2 separate regions of the Mus musculus genome follow, and region 2 is linked to region 1. A link is a contact called in public HiChIP or PLAC-seq data. All regions are on one chromosome and are shown on one strand. The core of a region is the stretch at or near the end of the contact, and the rest is flanking DNA. Distances in the headings are between cores, read along the strand shown. Region 1 holds the start of Rnf227 (ring finger protein 227). Region 2 holds the start of Tmem88 (transmembrane protein 88).

Region 1 (3,510 bases), core at 393-2,892:
TTTCAGCCCAGCCAGGGCTTCAGAGTAAGACCCTGTCCCTAAAACAAAGATTACCCTCAAAGATTTTAGCTTTAAAATGCTAATGTTAAAAACCAAAACCAGCTCTATCTTACCTGTGATGGGCCGGTAAATGCTATACCATGTAAAGAAACCCATCTTGTATTAACCAAGAGATGGTGTATGGGAAATACTGGGTACAGAGAAGTTACAGAGAACACAAAGCCGGCGTGGAGCCAGGGATGATAAGGATAATAACAGCTGTTGCTTATCTGATGTTTACTGTGTACCATCAGGCACCATTTAAAGCACCTTACAAACACAAGCTCTTTCCATCCTTACTATTATTACCCACACTTTGTAGATGAAGAAATCAAGGCCCAGAGAAATGAAGTAACTTGTCTGTGGGTGTCACAACTAGGATTTGTTCTTGAGCCAGCTGTGTCAAGACTGTGTTATTATCCTCCGCAACAGAGCCTGGGTTCGAGAGGCTGAGGAGGCAGCTTGGGTGTGGGTGCCACACCGTGAGGGAATGTGGGCTGTGAGTACCACGTCCTGTTTACCTGTGGGAGAAGTCAGACCCCTGAGTCAGAAGTCACGCAGAGCTGCTTCGTTTCCACCATCATGCTGTGTGGGTGTCCAAGTCTGGATACTCCGGAAGGAAAAGATTCCCAGCATTCCTAAGGCCATGCTCCTGGAATCTAGGTCCCTCCTTGTGCTGAGGTGTTAGCTGGACTCAAACTCTCAGAGGGGGTAGGGGGAGGAATTTGAGGGAGCCAGCCTTCCAAAGAACCCAAGAGGCCATGTATAAAAAGGAGAGGCGAGGGCAGAGTGAATTATGGCTGGGCACAATCCAAACATCCAGAAGACCAATTAAAACTGGGCAGAACCAACAGTAAACCTGGCATATGTTGCCTGTTTGTGAGGGGAAGGGCAGGAGGGGATTGTGAAAGAGTATGAACATGTGACAAATAGGCCAACAGGGCCATATAGACTTGTGCTAGTGACTGTGTGCAAGAGGAGACCTGGACACCTGCATCAGGTAGGTTTAAGTGACAGCGCTAGTGTTTTGCTGGGGGTGAGGAGTCCGCCATGGAGGCTGTGGGTGGAGCGTGCCCCCCTCTTCCCTCGGGTAATTCTGGCATTGTCCTGGGCATTCAGCCCGCTGCATCCCCACTCGCAAGTCCAGCCTCGCGCCTCTGCCGCCCCAACGCGTGCCTCGGAAGGGAGCGGCCCATCTGCGCGTGACGCCTCGAGGGCGGGGCCTCACTATTAAAAGGGGACAGAGGCGGCGGCGCGGGCCCCAGGCCCCTGCCCTGGCCCAAGGAGGGCTCATTCGTTCTGTATCCTAGCCGCCTAGAGATCGAAGCCCTCGGGCCACGGTGACCACGATGCAGCTCTTGATGAGAGTGCCCTCTCTTCCCGAGCTGGGTGAGCTGGACTGCAACATCTGTTTCCGACCCTACAACCTCGGGGCCCGTGCGCCCCGCCGCCTGCCTGGCACGGCGCGCGCCCGCTGCGGCCACACGCTGTGCACAGCTTGCCTGCGCGAGCTGGCAGCGCGGGGCGACGGCAGCCGCACGGCCGCGCGCGTGGTGCGCCTGCGCCGCGCTGTCACGTGCCCGTTCTGCCGCGCGCCTTCCCCGCTCCCGCGCGGCGGCGTCACGGAGATCGCGCTAGACCCTGTCTTGTGGTCACGGCTGGAGGAAAAAGCCCGGGCTGAGCGTGAAGGAGACCCGATGGGGAGCCCGGCCAAAGACAGCGGAGAGGATGGAGAGGACGACGACGGGGAAGCGGAGAGCGAGAAGGGGGCGGGACCTCCAAGTGCGGGTTGGCGCGCGCTTCGCCGAATTTTGGACAGGGTCCTGGCGCCGGCACGCCGCTTGCGGCGTCCGTTGCCTAGCAATGGTGAGGGGCGGCCTAGGGAGGATACTGGGTACATTGCACCGAAGAATGCTGGGTCAAGTTGCATCCTCCTGTTGCCACTAACCCTTCTTCTTTCCTCCAGTGCTCTACTGTCCAGAGGTCAAGGACATTGCCCACATGACCCGTTGTACGCTGTAACCAAGGAACCCCAGAGCTATGGCAGAAAGCAGGTGGGAGCAGCATCCTCAGGCGTGCTCTGACACAAAAGGTTGATGTCAAGACTACCTGGAAATCAAGGCTGATGCTGGAATTGGTACATGCGTGATGGAGATGGAGCTCAACAGAAAGGACCCTAGATGGTGTGGATTCTGAGCGGCGAAGGCTCCTAGACTGTGCCAGCATTATATTTTCAGGATGGAGTGGCCAAGGGATAATAGAAACAAAGCCTACCATAATGTAGGAAGAAAAAAAAAATAACAAAGCTTTGGCGTTTGTTCAGAGTCTGTGGTGTAAGCAAAGGATCCAATTTTAGCAGTGGTCTGTGGTTGACAATGTGTACTGTGGAAAAAAGGACAGGACAGGGGATAAGCTAATTTATATGTCATGTCAATCTCACTTATCTGGTTGTGTTTGCTGGCATGCCATCTTCCCACTCTTGTTACCGTGCTCCAGCAATTACTGAGTTGACTCCCTGCTTATGATTGGGAATCTTGCATATACAACCTCCCTTCAGCTGGATAGGGCAGGTATGAAAACATCCAAGGGGCATTTATTTACATGAGGCCTTATTAAAGGCTTATCAAAGATGGGTGAGCCATTTGATAAAGGAAGCAAAATTTAGGCCTTTGTTATCTTTACTGACTCTGTAGCAATACTGGGGAAAAGAAAAAAAAAGATGCTCACATAATTTTAATTTGTGTCCCATAATGGGACATTGTTTACTGTATGTAGTTAGTTCTATTCTAAAGTCCTGTAAATATCTTACTGTAGACTTAAAATCAAGACCAGCAGTGTTGGTTGGTCTCACAGCTTGCTAGAAATGCAGAATTTCAGGACCCCAGTCCACATTCCCCGGTAGTTTTAGAATCCCAGGTATGTGTATGTAAGTTAAGAATCACTGGTTTAGCTCTTAGTCACTCTGAGATGGCATCATCAGCTGTAGGTGGAACATTTAAAACACTAGTGACGCATTAAAGTGCCAAAGTGACATTCTTTTGAGAAAAATTTTTCTGAGCTACAAATGTGAATTTACAAGGCCTCAGTTTTCAGAGGTCTTCAAGATTTTGTTTTTAATGACAAATAATGTATGTAGTTCTAGGGTATAAACCTCCATTTGTAAAATGTTTTGTCTTTTTCCTGTCCTTCGGTTCCAGCTGAAATCTCCCCTTTTGGAGGCCAGCATGCATCTGTGGGAATGTGTATGTTTTCTCTATACGTGTTGCCAAAGGGAATGCTATGTTTATTTTCTGCTATTTTATGTTTTGAGTATTTCTAGAGTATAAATTTCAAGTGACTATCTCCAGAGCCGATAGCAGTGTTAATGTTATATGTATTCAAAAAAAAATGTTTGCTGAATTTATTTTGAATGTAATAGTCTCTAGAATAAAGTATCTGGGCTCATTCAATCTGTGAAAGACTGTTATTGAA
Region 2 (3,510 bases), core at 505-3,004, 57 kb after region 1:
TGCCTGCTGTTCTGATACTGACTTTTTTTTTTTTTTCCAGATTCATTTTCTGCGGGCGAACCCCGTGTGCTGGGTCTGGCCATGGTACCAGGACACCACATCGTTTCTATTGAAGTCCAAAGGGAGAGTCTGTCGGGGGGCCCGTATCTCTGACCACAATTGCACTTCTCTTTGAGACCATTAAACCCTATGACCAAAGTGGCCTGTGTCTGTGTGTAGGTCCAATGTCAGGGGAGGGCTAGCACACCCCACCCTTAGAGGTTCATCAGAGTTCAGGAGCTTCCTCAACCTGCCCCAATGCCTAGAAGAACCAAACCCTCCCTCAAGTTAGGAGCTTAAGGCAGCAGGCCCTAGGGTGGGCCCCTCCATCTTCCCTCCCACGCTCCTGCTTCAGTTTCTAGCGGGAAGCGGTGTCATCCTGCCCCGGAAGATCCATTGTTTCCCACCCCGGCCTGGCAACACTCAGTTCCTTTAAGCTGGGGTCAGAGAACGGGCTCGGGTCCCCAAGGGGAGCTGGGTAGGCAGCCGAAACAAGGCCCTCTCTGCGCTATTAATGGGGAAGTGACTTTGGGGTCAGGGCCAGACAACTCTGGGGTCTGATCAGGAAGAATGGACTAATGCGATAAGGAAAAGGCAGGATGCTGAGAGATGCTCTCTGATTTGCCCATTTGTAGTCTTGAGGATTCGTTTCCTACTCCTGAGCCCAGTGCAGGAGCGATTGGATATGTGCCACCCCTGTATTCACAGAGTGCATTCATTTTATAATTTTTTTTTATTATTTGTGATGGCTTCTCTCTTATTTGTGTGAGCCCTGTCCCTCAGTCCTGTAAATTTTGGAGGAGCTGCACCAGCAAAGGAAGGCACAAGGTCCAGCTCTCTTATTTACAATAGGGAAGGGAAAGAAGATGTGCAGGGTCCAGCCCAAACGTTCAGGAATCAAATGTGAATGACGTTTCTGGGACATGGGAATTTTCGCCAGCTCTACGTCCACATTCAGCTGTTCCATCAAAGGGATGGTAGGATCCGGCTCAGGCCGCGGTAAGGAACCGGCTTGGGCAGTACACCCCTGGGCTTGTTTCAAGTCCTTGAGAGACCAGGAGGGCAATCGACAGGATTCTTGACTCTAAGCACCTCAGACCCAGACCTTTCCCGGTGTGGGAACAGACCGAGAACCTGGTGAGACTGGGATTTGCTTCGGCTGTGGGATGCGCCGGCGCCTGTAGAGGGCTCGGCTGTAGGGCACGAGGCAGTCGGCCAGGCGGAGGCGCAGGCAGAGGCGGCGGTAGGTAGCCAGGGCAAGGACAAGCAACGGCACGAGCAGTAGGAATCCAGTGACCAACAGGGCTGTGAAGCCTGGGTCCCGCAGATGCGAGGTGCAAAGGGGTGCCTGAGAGCGCAGAAACTGTGCGGATAAGAGACATCAGAATGGGCCACTCTGCCCAGGAGGAAACAGCCCAAGTGGGGATGCAGTGGCTCAGACACCCCCCCACCCCCGCCGCCCACACACCACTCACGCATACCCCTTGGTATGCTTACCTGGGAGTGGCAGAGAAAGCCGAAGCCTAACATGATGACAGCAGGTAGCAAGATGGTCCCCAGCACCAGTGCCAGCAAGAGGAGATTGAAAACAGCCACCAGCAGATTCTGAGCCGTTACTAGCACTGCACAGGCCCAGCAATCTAGGGGATCCCGAGGCTCTGGGCCGCCAGCGAGAACGGGGCGCTGGGCTCCGGGGACCTCCGCCATGGCCTGGTTGGTTCCCGCCCCACACGACTGCAGTCCTTATAGCCCTCTTTCCTGCCCCTCCCCCGGGGCAGTCTCTCTGCACCCCGCCCCCCACTACCTTATCCTGGAATGCGGCTCTGGGATTAGGCATCCCCATCCTAAGGGGCAGACTGTGGGTCTGGACATTCCACAGGCTCCTCTGAGGAGGGGCTCCCCACCTCCGGAGGCTGCATCGCCCTCCCCTTAGCTCCTCGACCCTTCAACTGATATGCTTCACAGCCATCATCAAAACACAAGGGTCTCTTTTTTTTTTTTCCTGCTTTTATTTTTAATAATATTCTCACACAAAAATCACCGAAAATAGGGTAGGAATGGGAAGCCCCCCTCTGCCCCTGGGGCAGAGAGACAGTGCAGTGCGAGGGGGCGGGACTGTAAACCCCCCCACCCCTCCGCAGCCCCAGCGGGGGGGAAAAAAACCGAACTAAGAAAATGAAAATAAAGCCCCAGAGAAAATCACCCCAGGGTGTCCCTGCCCCAGAGAGGCCCTGCCCTGGGATGTTTCACGCCTTAAAAAAGGTGTGTGTGTGTGTGTGTGTGTGTGTGTCCAATGTTTTTAAAATGGCCGAGGCTGGGGAGGACAGGGTTTCTTTTCCTCATAGTTCTTTAAAACTTTTTATTTTATTTATTTATTTTTTTTACAAAATACCATTTCAGTTCCCACTTCTTCCCCTACAGTACAGGAGTCGCTCACCCTCAGGTGGGGTCGGGGTTGGGTCGGGAGTGGGGGTACTGGTCCAAGAAAGTGCAGGACGTAGGGGAGGGGAGCAGGTTTGAGCACCATGAGAGCCCGGCTGGAGCCGCGGGCGGGCGGAGACAGACGGGCCAAGCCCGGACATACTGGGGCGCAGGGAAGGCCCAGGAGTGGGCCTCCCAAAGAGGCAGGAGGGATGGCTTGGGGATGTAAGAGGTCGGGTTTTCCCAAAAAAAGAGAAAAAAAAAATGAATAAATAGAGGTGAGTGGGACTGTTATAAATTAAAAACCAAAAAACAAAAAGAACAAAAATACGAATCATAACCAAGTGAATAAACAAGAGACATATACAGGGATCACAGCTAGCATTGGAAGTAAAAAAAAAAAAAAAAAAAAAAAAAAAAAGGAGGTCCAGGGGTAGGGGTAAAGCCCATAGAGAGAATCTCATTAAAAACCTCGGCTGCCGAACGTCTATGTACACAACGAGCCGCGAACGTCTGCGCCGGCGGGCGGCGGGCGGGCGCGCGGCGGGCAGGCTTGAGGGAACCCGTATGTGACCCCCGCCGCCGCCGGAGCCTGGTCCTTGTGTCTGTTGCTAGAAAGGCCAAAGTCGGTGAGGGGAGGCGCTGGTGGGCGAGAGGCTGCCAGCCCCCTCCCCGTCTCCCATTTTTTTTCCTTTTTTTTTCCTCGTATTTGTTAAAAAAAAAACATTTTTTTTTTCTTAATAAATTAAGTGAGGGGAGCTGCCAATAGGGTGGAAGGGCTGGGCCCGACCCCCTTCCCGGCCAGAGGCGGGACCTAGGTCCAGCCCAGGCGTGTGCTGGTGGCCCCGCCGCGCCCAGCGTGGGCGGGCGAGCGGGGCGTCCGGCCTCATCGAGACGTGCTGGCGGGAGCCTGCGGGGAGAAAGTGGGCAGCTTCAGTGGTGGGCGGATGGGGACCGGCCGCTCCCGCGCCCCCTCTGGAGCCCAGGCGCTCGCTCTCACCAGTGTGAAGGCATCGTAGGCCTGCGCCAGCTCCTCCGTGCGGTACTGCT

What was found. HiChIP or PLAC-seq counts read pairs in DNA pulled down with a chosen protein or histone mark.
Region 2: a contact with region 1 is called in an HNF4G HiChIP or PLAC-seq map of pancreatic cancer cells. The contact joins the promoter of Tmem88 here to the promoter of Rnf227 in region 1. A contact is called at or near these places in 16 of 39 promoter capture datasets (the HPC-7 cell line, HPC-7-derived erythroid cells, Sertoli cells and 11 more), 2 of 15 datasets of contacts at CTCF or cohesin (the NIH/3T3 cell line and pro-B cells), 61 of 484 Hi-C or Micro-C datasets (the AML12 cell line, B cells, the Ba/F3 cell line and 41 more), 21 of 115 datasets of contacts at active chromatin or transcription factors (CD8 T cells, DN3 thymocytes, the SCID.adh cell line and 14 more) and 3 of 9 other capture datasets (adipose tissue, liver and pancreatic islet).

Annotation. Positions count from the first base shown.
Region 1 is chr11:69,339,154-69,342,663 of GRCm38.p6, forward strand. Rnf227 (ring finger protein 227) reads left to right here and starts at 1,643. Exons shown (of 2, transcript NR_027827.2): 1 at 1,643-1,905; 2 at 2,006-3,488.
Region 2 is chr11:69,396,480-69,399,989 of GRCm38.p6, forward strand. Tmem88 (transmembrane protein 88) reads right to left here and starts at 1,755. Exons shown (of 2, transcript NM_025915.4): 1 at 1,537-1,755; 2 at 37-1,402. The coding sequence starts at 1,746. The coding sequence ends at 1,133. Kdm6b (KDM1 lysine (K)-specific demethylase 6B) reads right to left here. Exons shown (of 24, transcript NM_001017426.2): 23 at 3,461-3,510; 24 at 2,029-3,370. The coding sequence ends at 3,347. It overlaps Naa38 (N(alpha)-acetyltransferase 38, NatC auxiliary subunit), which reads left to right. Exons shown (of 3, transcript NM_030083.2): 3 at 41-192. The coding sequence ends at 153.